Linked DNA regions of Mus musculus: region 2 is linked to region 1. A link is a contact called in public HiChIP or PLAC-seq data. All regions are on one chromosome and are shown on one strand. The core of a region is the stretch at or near the end of the contact, and the rest is flanking DNA. Distances in the headings are between cores, read along the strand shown. Region 1 has its middle 56 kb from the start of Gm46758. Region 2 overlaps Rasgrp1 (RAS guanyl releasing protein 1).

What was found. HiChIP or PLAC-seq counts read pairs in DNA pulled down with a chosen protein or histone mark.
Region 2: a contact with region 1 is called in an H3K27ac HiChIP or PLAC-seq map of thymic regulatory T cells, with 4 times the contacts expected there. The contact joins two enhancer-like sites. A contact is called at or near these places in 4 of 115 datasets of contacts at active chromatin or transcription factors (bone marrow-derived macrophages, effector CD8 T cells, memory CD8 T cells and 1 more).

Annotation. Positions count from the first base shown.
Region 1 is chr2:116,970,729-116,975,721 of GRCm38.p6, forward strand. No RefSeq gene overlaps it. Among named protein-coding and RNA genes, the nearest start is that of Gm46758, 56 kb to the left of the region's middle. Within about 2 kb of position 2,038, at least 257 of the 459 cell types and tissues checked have an H3K27ac peak or open chromatin away from gene starts, as enhancers often do. A contact at or near this core is called in effector CD8 T cells, memory CD8 T cells and thymic regulatory T cells, where this site is marked.
Region 2 is chr2:117,326,133-117,331,125 of GRCm38.p6, forward strand. All of the region lies in intron 2 of Rasgrp1 (RAS guanyl releasing protein 1), which reads right to left. Among named protein-coding and RNA genes, the nearest start is that of Rasgrp1, 14 kb to the right of the region's middle. Within about 2 kb of position 2,354, at least 59 of the 459 cell types and tissues checked have an H3K27ac peak or open chromatin away from gene starts, as enhancers often do. A contact at or near this core is called in effector CD8 T cells, memory CD8 T cells and thymic regulatory T cells, where this site is marked.

The DNA.
Region 1 (4,993 bases), core at 788-3,287:
AGTTGAAAGACAAATGAAGTTTATCATATAACACAAGTCGTATCTTCCATGGGATGACCTTAAGTAAAAATTCCAAATTGGTGGTAGGACAGTCAAGCACTGGCCTTGCCACCTTACAAAGTTGGACACTCCATTCTGAAGCTCAAGAGAAAATATCCTGATTGCTCTTCTTTTGTTTCCCCGGAAGACACAAAAATTGTGACCGAGCCTACTTGGCTCCAGTCTGTTACAATAAAGGTGCTGATAATGTTACTAACGGTGATGGTGATGATAGTGACAATGATGATAGCGATGTTACTGATGATGGTTATAGTGATGGTGATGATGGTTATGGTGCTGATGATGGTTACAGTGTTGGTGATAGTGATGGTGGTGATGATGACAATGATGGTGATGATGGTGGGGATGATCGTGATGGTTATAGTGATGGTGATGTTGGTGGTAATGGTGGTGGTGGCTACAGTGATGGTGATGACGGTGCTCATGATGGAGACGGTGATGACAGTGATGATGATAGCAATATGGTGCTGCTGGTGGTGATGAGTTATGATGTTAACTTTAAACATACCAAATATCATCTTTGATGGATATAAAAAGCCAGAGAACCCCTAAGTGTTAGTGGAATAGGGAATACTCCAGGAGAAGGAAGAAAGATATACAGAGTTAAGGAGGAAGTCAGCAGCTTGGTCCTCTTCATCCCTGACCTCTCTCTTTTTTTTTTTCTCCAGAAACAAGATAGCTGACACCACTTGTCTTTTACATTTTGATTTAATCTTTGTTATTACTTCTGCAGTGTGAGCATGGCTCTCTGTCAATGAATTCTTATCACATCCACGGACTTTATACTATATGGGCACAGAGAACAAATGGGAAAAAGTCTCCCCCTAGCAAAAATGTTGGCAGCACATTAAACAGGCTCCTCTGACTTTTTCTTTTCTATTCTTATTGTTTGGGTTTTTTGGTGGCAGCAAATGCTGGACCCATCTCAAGCCTCCCCTAGCTCCCTCCAATCAATGTGCATTCATCCCCAAAGGCCCCAGAGGCCCTGAGAAGCAAGTAGCAAATGGAATGAAAACGGAACAAATGCTCCACAGCCCCAGAGCTTTGTTTCCAGAAGCATCTGGTGGCCACTTCCAGATTTCTGAAGCTACAAATGACAGGAAGCTGTAAAGGCAGCTATGTGGTCCAGAAAAAAAAAGGGGGGTGGGTGGGGGTGGGGAGGAGTTACAGACTTGAATGTTTTGCCATTATTAAATTTCCCACTAAACCAGAGTGTTCAAAGTTTGCCAGATTTTGCCTAACCTCATCCACATTTAACTGTCTCCAGAAAACCAGGAAGACCATTTAGAAGGAAGACTCATTCATGTTTGGACTCAGGCAGACTCAGGAACCTTTGATAGCACTATCCTTACCCTGCCTGGCCACACCACAGAGCAGTCAGCAAGATCTCCCTCAATGGGCACAAAATTTCCCCTGGAATTTACAGAGCAGAAACCTTAAACACATATCACCAGAAGAACCAGATTACATAATGTCTCCATCACCCTCCTGACAGCTACAATTATGAGTCAATTCTGGTTTAAATATGAAACCGGAAGCTCCGCATTTCCCCTCTGACTATGTGGCAGGCTAAGTTAGAGCTCTCCCGGCCTGTCAGTTTGGAGATCTGAGTCGCTTCCACAGTCACTAATCTAGCAAGAGACCAAATGACCGGGTAATTAAAAGCAGCACTGCAGTGAGCCCTGCTTCGTTCAGGCCAGATGTTCTTCTTGCTCAGCCATTACCCACATAAGGAACAGAAATACACCCTGCCCCCAGCCCGGCCCTTTAAATTCTCCTTTTCTTTATCCTTTCCAGCTAATTTCCGGCTTCTGATCTTTCAATCCCACAAAATAAAGTAAAAATAAAAGCCCCATTACGAAAAGATGACATGTTATTGAACACATGACTGTAAGTTGTAATGCGCTCTGTAGTCTCCTCTTTGTACGTCTTAAAGCATTCCAGCGCTGGAGACGTTAAGTTACCCTGGCAACCTCACATGACTAAGGACTCCAGAGAGCCCCACCTAGCTGCAGGGACTCATTTAAGTCAACAAGGACCACCCCTACACTTAGTAGCCCGGAGATTGAGTAAATAGCACTGCTAGGGGGAGTGGGGTTTATTTTAGGGACCAAAAGACTGTTGAATGAGGCAGCTTCTCCTTTTTTTCTTTTTCTTTTTCTTTCTTTCTTCTTCTTCTTTTTTTTAACCCCAAACACAAGACAAAGACAAATAAAACTCTCCATCCTACCCTTTAGCGAAGCCTCATTAAGGTCGCGGGTCAGCTGGTAAATAAAAGCGAGGTCTTCTGGGCATTTTTCTACTTAATGGACAAATTACAAGGCTCAAAAAAAAAAAAAAACCCAATAATTCATTCCTGGAAAAAAAAAATGGCAATGTGTGACAGAACTTCTGTGAGCTTATCAGATTGAAAAGGGCACTTTGTGTTTGTCTCTCTATTCAGTCTGCTCACTTCACTTGAGGCTGCCCTGGCTTTAGAACCCCAGATGCCTGAAGGATTTTCAGGGACAGAGACGGAAGAAACAATCTTAATTCTGATTAGTGGTCATATTTATGTTTGTTATTTAACCCTTTTAGAGTAATTGAGACAGAGTTTCTGAGTGTCCCTGGGCTGGCCTCAAACTCATTGCGTAGCTAAGAATAACCCTTGAACTCTCAACCCACTTTCCCAAGTGCTAAGATTGTTGGTGTGTACCACCACACAGCATTTGACATTTGGATTGTTAATATTTGCTAAGACCACTGCCTGCTCATGACCAAGCTGAAAGGCAGAAAGGAACAGGATTACTTGATTTCTAGAGCACTCACCAGGTCTCTGTGTGAGGGGCACTGCTAGTGTGTGGCCTGTGCTCTAGCCCAGGTACCTCGTCTGTGGGGCTTTTTGCTGTGCTGGCCAGTCGTGTCTACAAGGCTAAAGAGAATGAATGAAGCTGAGAGGATCTCAGCTGTCAGAGAGGCTGTCTATACAAAAGCAAAATGGAGACCAGAATGGCCGTCAGATGAAACCCCAGGATAAGAAAGGAAGTTATTGTGTACAGCAACCTGCTGGTGGTCAGACTATGCCCTAGTAAATAAGGAAACACTGGGGCACCATTCTTGAAGTGGACTACCCATTGCTTGATCTGTGTGTGTAAGAAGAGAGGAGAGAGAGAGAGAGAGATGTGCTGGGATTATGCTTCAGGTAGGGCATTCTCCTCTTCCATCTTGTGTTCATTTGCTTCCTGACTGATGGTGTGTGTGTGTGTGTGGTGTGTGCAGAAAAAAAAAAAATCATATATTCCAAGCCCCAAAGAAAAAATATCCTAATAGAAGTATAAGCCAAGCCCCAGGTAACAATCACCATGGAGACACTGGAGTAGCACATGAGCCGCAATGATGCTTACCACGCACAACCATGACTCTGACTGACCATCCTGTTTCCATGGCATGCTTAAAGAGTGAATGATGGACGGGGTACACTCCTCACTGACGTAAAACATGATTCATGTTAGCCAGAACCAACCAACCCCAAACTTGGAAAGAATGAGTCCCCCACCTGAGTGCCTGCTCTCCTCTGGGTCATTTCAGGAAACATTTGAGGCATGTTTGTGCTCTCAAAAATGTTCCCGAACCTTCCCTTCAAACTTCTCAACGTCTTCCTTGCCCAGGAACCACCTTGTGCTCACTACTTCTACTTCTCGTTTGGAATTATACAAAACAAACAAAACAGAGGATCGGACTTCATTCGCTCCTTCATTGAATGTATTTGCCTAGCATAAGTATTGTTAAGGACCTGCTCTGAACACAGAACCTTTCCCATACTTCTAAACAAAACAAAACAAACAAACAACCCCCCCCCCCCCAAAGAGATCATGATGCTCAAGGCAGCACACGCCTGAACTCCAGCACTTGGGAGGTAGAGGCAGGCCGATCCGGAATATACCACCATTCTTGGCCACAGAGGGAAATTCAAGAACCAAGTCTCAGAAACACAACAAACAAAGCAAAGCTACAACAAAAGAATCCTGTTCTCTAGGAAGCACCTGCTGGGGAAGAGACAGACTTAACTCCTAGAGGAAAGAAAGCACTATAAAATCAACTAGAGAACTCAATGAAATCTTTTTATATGGGTGTTACTGGGCCTTCAGTTCACACACTTGCCCCATGGGTATATATATAAGGTGCCCACCTCCAATTTAGAAGGAATTCCATCCTTCTTCACGGAATCAGTTCCTGAGCCTTAAGATTTTCCCCGGTAACAAATGAGAACCGCTGTACCCAGAGCGGCTTTGTGAGTTGCCCAGTCACCCACTTTTCTCCAGGGGGGAAGGAAGAAACTCAAGAGTCTCAAAATAGCCCGGTCCTAGTCCTTCAACAAGTGCAGGTTACATCACTTTACAGGGCTGGTTGTGACATCACTTCTAGACCTGAACGCGGCCCACCCCACCACTGAGAAAATGGAAAATGCTGAGCCGCAGCCTCAGGACTTTTTCATCTAGAGGCAATTTCTGTCTGCCTAAACCTGACTGCAGGGCAGGTGGGTGCAGAGCCCAGCAAAGAAGCCTTTGAAAGCAGGAACCCAGGCTCTGCAGGTCAGCTTGGAGCAAGTCCAAACTGGGTTCTAGCCCGCACACACCCCCGCCCCCTGGTGACAAGCAATCTGTTTATGGGGACACTTTTGTGAGGTTACAGAATCTCTGCAAGAGAGGGAGCGGGTTCTGGCCTGGTTTCTAGGTAACCCGCCACACCAAGGTGCACAAACACGATCGGACAGAGAAGAGGGGTAAAAAGAGAAGCTGGACGGCCAGGGCCCCCTCCCGGGCCGCCGTGAAACGCGCTTTAATTGCTTCAAAGAGCCCTTCTCAATGGGGTTTCAGAGGCGCGGGAGCGGGTCCCCAGCGAGGGCTCCTTTCCGGCTGGCCAGCATTCCTGGGCGCTGCGAGGGGAGAGCCCG
Region 2 (4,993 bases), core at 1,104-3,603, 360 kb after region 1:
AAAATCACTATAGTTCAACACTGGCACTGGACCTCGGGGTTCTTTGTCCGGGACAAACACACCTGTAACATAGGAAGTTTTCTATCAATTCAGGTTTTTTTTTTTTTTTTAGCTTTCTGAGAAATTTAACGACCTTCTGTGCATTTAGTATGGGCTGTGAACATCTTATGAAAGCATCCAGAGCCACCTCTATCCACACTCATGATTACATTATACACATTAAGCACCACTACTCAACAGCTCTGAGTCCACCTGGGTAGTCTGCATCTACCCACAAACACTGGGCATTGAGCTTTTGACTGTATCAGAGTCTGCAACTGTGTACCTGCCAACACTCTGGCTTTACCATCATAGCATGTTCACATCCAACTTCTACCTGGCAGTTTTCTTTTTCTCACCCTTGCCTGTGTGAAAGACTGGATGGATACGCTGGAAATTTAATACTAAGTTAATACTTTAAATTTAATAGAGGCATCCCCTAAGCACTGACTGGGGGACGTGGTGCATATGTTTCTCTTGGATGAGATGGTGCTGAGGGCATCTTCTGCCTTGGCTTCCAGAATAGACATTCACTTGATGATACAGAGGAATGAGCATCCTTCTCTGCCCACGCCAGCTTTTCCCAGACTACCTCGTAAGGCACGCTGCTTGTGCTCAAACCCTTGTCTCAGGATCTGCTTCTGGGACAGCTCAAACCCAGGCACACCTATTTCATCCATCCTAGCACAACCTTTAAAACTTCCCATCACTCCTGACCATCTTTGCAGAGGAGACCAAGTACAGAAAAACAGTTTGCCGTGGGCAGCGCTTGGTAAAGAGAGTCAGAATTCGTGTCCCAAACTCGCAGAACCATGTGGCCTCCCATGGCCTTCTGCTGTGGGTCTGTTCTCTGCCTTGCTGTGCCAAGGCCAAGGCATTTCCATCATCCAGACTGAGTGTGTGTGTGTGTGTGTGTGTGTGTGTGTGTGTTGGAGGAAGTACTGCATTCTCTCACTTCCTTTAAAAAACAAAAAACAAAAACCAGAAAACAGAGCCTCCAGTGGGAACAGCACATACTGAAGTCCATAGTTTCTTTTGAATACCCAGGAATTCATCATCGGAGTGTGAACAGGCAGATATGACATGGTATGCCTAGGACAGTGCATAGATCAGCTATTTTTATGGTGTGTAACCAAAGTATCTCCTTGTCAGTCTTTCCTATCCCCTCTTTATACTAAAGGATATTAACGTTCCCCAATTGCGTAGTATAGTAGGTTTCCTTTGGAAAATCTCATACTATAATGCATGAAACATGTATAGAACACACTAGGGTCACACTGAGCCTTAGCTTTCCTTTTCTTGCTCCCATCCTTCCTCTTTCTAAATAGTGCTCCTCCTCTCCCCCTCCCTCTCCTCCTCCTCCTCCTCCTCCTCCTCCTCCTCCTCCTCCTCCTCCTCCTCCTCCTCCTCCTCCTTCTCTTCCTCCCATCCTCTTCTCCTTCTCTTTCTCCTTCTTCTTCTTTTGAGGCAGGGCCTCACTGTAGCCCTGCCTGGCCTGGAACTCACTATGTAGCTCAGAATGGCCTGCAACTCTGAGACATCTGCTTGCCTCTGCTTCCTGGGTGTTGAAATTAAAGGTGGGCACCACTGCACTCCATCCCCCTTTTTCTTTTCAGGCTGAGTGCACAATAATGATGAACAGATCTTGTAAAAAGTGGATACAAGGATTGATTTGATAGGATGGTGTGTGTACACATGTATACATGGAAATGTCATGCTAATACCATTAATATATAATAGTTAATATTAGTAAAATTTAAAAATAAAAGATTGAAAAATACATGAATAAAGCAATCATGATTTATTAATATCAAACTAAGTATCCAAAATTCATATATGTAATTAGCCAGGCAGTGATAGCACATGCTTTTAATCCCAGCACTTGGGAGGCAGAGACAGCCGGATTTCTGAGCTTGAGGCCAGCCTGGTCTACAGAGTGAGTTCCAGGACAGCCAGGGCTATACAGAGAAACCCTGTTTTGAAAAATAAAAATAAAAAATAGATGTAATTATAAAAATATATATAATTATTAATTGTGAGCTATCTGCATATATACAGACATATACAGGATTGATCTCTTTTAATCTAGAGTTGTTTTCTTCATATTTTCCCCTGTGACACTATGAAGGTCCACTTCCTCAGTTAGCTAAATCTACCTGTGATTGGTGACAAGGTAATAGGACTCTAAGCCATTGGGCACGCAGGCAGTGCGGGAGACTATAGGCACAATAAGTAAGGGGAGTATGTTCATAGAGTAGAGCCAACTCACAAGTTATTACAGAGTGAGGACTCATCCTTAGCAGGAACTGAAGATAGCTGGGTAGCCAGCAGTGTGGCTCCTGTGGCTGACCTCTGGAAAGAACTGTATCAGATGCTAACTGCTTTATTGTGTGGTTGGAGTGGCCCAGGCCTGGAGGTAAATGGCGAAGCTCTTGGATGAAGTAAAGTTGGAATCCAAGGTGTGAAAGAAAGGAAGGAAGTATGGAAAAGTCCCTATGCTCACGCAGGAAGCAAGCAACGCAGAGTTAGCCAACTGCTCAACAGACTCAAGGGTGCTCTGTAGGGTGTGACTATATGTTAACAAGTACACTCACTCACATATGATAATTAGGGGGACACCCGTTTCCTGAGTGCTTCAGTTCCTCTTTAAAATGGGGCTGTTCAAAAGATCATATAAACAAGTCCATACTACAGTTCGGCAGATCACTGAGAGGAGACAGAAGAACTCTCTGCTCTTCTACTTGGGAATTCTCACTTTCCATCTGAGCCTTCAGATGATTTTATACTCAACACCCATCTTGCTCCTATGAATCCGTGTTCTCCTTCAGGATAAAATTAGTACTCTCTGCTCTTTCTTCCTCCTGTAGTAGTACCTATGTTCTTTTGTTCATTTCAGTCAATCACTGGTGTGCCCCTTGTTCAAGCTCCATCTTGGCAGCTGGTTCTGCCAAACGGTACAACCATTTAGCAAGATGCTCAGTGCCTGAGCCCTGGCCTGTTCTGCACTAAAAAGGAAGGAAACAGTACGGCCTCCTCAGATGCTGCCCGCCACCTCACAGTCACTGCAAAAGCAGCTGGACTGAGCAGACTTCAGCCTCTTCTAGGCTCTGCTATAAATCCCACCTCACTGCTCCTTCATTATAACTTAGAGAAGTTATAATGAAGGCAAGAGATTTTATTCTTCGTTTCTGACAGTAAACCTTTAACTCACTTTCGCCACACATAACGAAGAAGAATGCTTGCCTCTTGGATTTTCAGTTAGTTTAAGTATTGCTCCCTTTCATTCATTCTATCTGTAATCAGCCCTAGGCTATTATAATTAGCACTTTACATTGGAAAAATCAGTATTCTTCTTCTCTGGAAATGCCTTTAATTCTTCATCAGCGTCATTTTGGTTGCCAAGCAACCCTCAATTTTATGTCCCATATTTGATGGAATTATGCCAGCATTATTTTCTTAGGATCAATTTTAGGATAGAGTAGAAACCTTGTATGCTAGCACGCTTCTTGGCACGTAGTAATGTTCATCGCAGGATCACAATTGGTTAAGATGTGAATATTGAACACACAGAGGTATGGAGAATCTATCACAAGACATGCACTATGTTCACAGTATCCGTGCATATCCATAGGAGAACGCTGAGACAAATCCAAGAATGTTCATAGCTAACACTGTTTGTGGGGGTAGGATACAGAACTGTAATTTTTTTCCTTTTAAAAAGTTTTTAAAATGATTTTTAATTTTGTTTTACATGCATTCGTGTTTTGCCTGCATGTGTGTTTGTGAGGGTGTCAGATTTACTGGAACTGGAATTATAGATCGTTGTGAGTCACCATGTAAGTGCTGGGAATTGAACCAGGATCCTCTGGAAGAACTGCCAGTGCTTTTGACCTCTGAACCATCTCTCCAGCCCCAATGCTTTTCATTTTTAAACTGTATTTCTGAAGTTTCCCAGAGTGAAGCAAATGGTTTTTAAAAGTTATTAAAATTTTTTAAAAATATGAATTTTGAGTATTAGTTAAATATTTGTAGTTATAGGAACATAAGAGTGTGAATTAAATAAATATATATAATATTAACATAAACACGGTACTGTTCACAATAATTATCCAAAGGCTGGTTATTTCTAAAATAACAGTGAATATTTAAATAGATAAGTACTGTTAATGTTTTATGTATCTCGTCACAAAACGGCCTACTTAGGAGCAACATAGGTTCACTCTACAGAAATAACTTAGAAAAATGAGATTTAAATGTGACGAGAGTTTTAGTCTTCTAAGGCTATTGGTTCTATAAACAGTTAAAAGCACTTTATACATCAGTTCTGAAGGGTTTCCTTCAAGTTCACATTCAATATCATATTTGAGATCACGCTATTTCTTCCTCCAGACACTGCTTGGTTTTAGAACTGATTTTAATCATCTGTGACAGAGTCAGAGAGAGCAGGGTTCTGAGTGCCAAAATGACCTGTGTGCAGTAGTCTAGTGTGTAGTAGGACCCAGACCGGCTTTAAGCTAATCCCAGAAATAAAGCCAAAGGCTTTCTCTCCTCCAGCAATAACTTGCAAACTTTACTGATCATTCCCAAGACTGTATAATGCATATTATATACACTGAATGAATTAAAATAATTTTCATTTTAATTAAAATGACAGGAAGATATTTTCCAAGTGGGTGAAGTATAGATTTTAAGTTTAGAATTAATAAAGGGTTAAAAGGCTAAGACAAATTTAACTACATAAAACCATGGAATTTCTACGTATTGTAAGAGTAAAAATAATGAAGGGATGAAAATAGGAGAAAGGCATCAACAAATGCTAGCCAAGAAAACAGGTCCAAACCTCTAGCAATATAGAACCGTAAACAGCAGATAACAAACAGGTATGAAGAGACTGTTCATGATCAGGAACACAGCAAACTCATTACAAAAAAAAAAAAAAAAAAAACAAACAAAA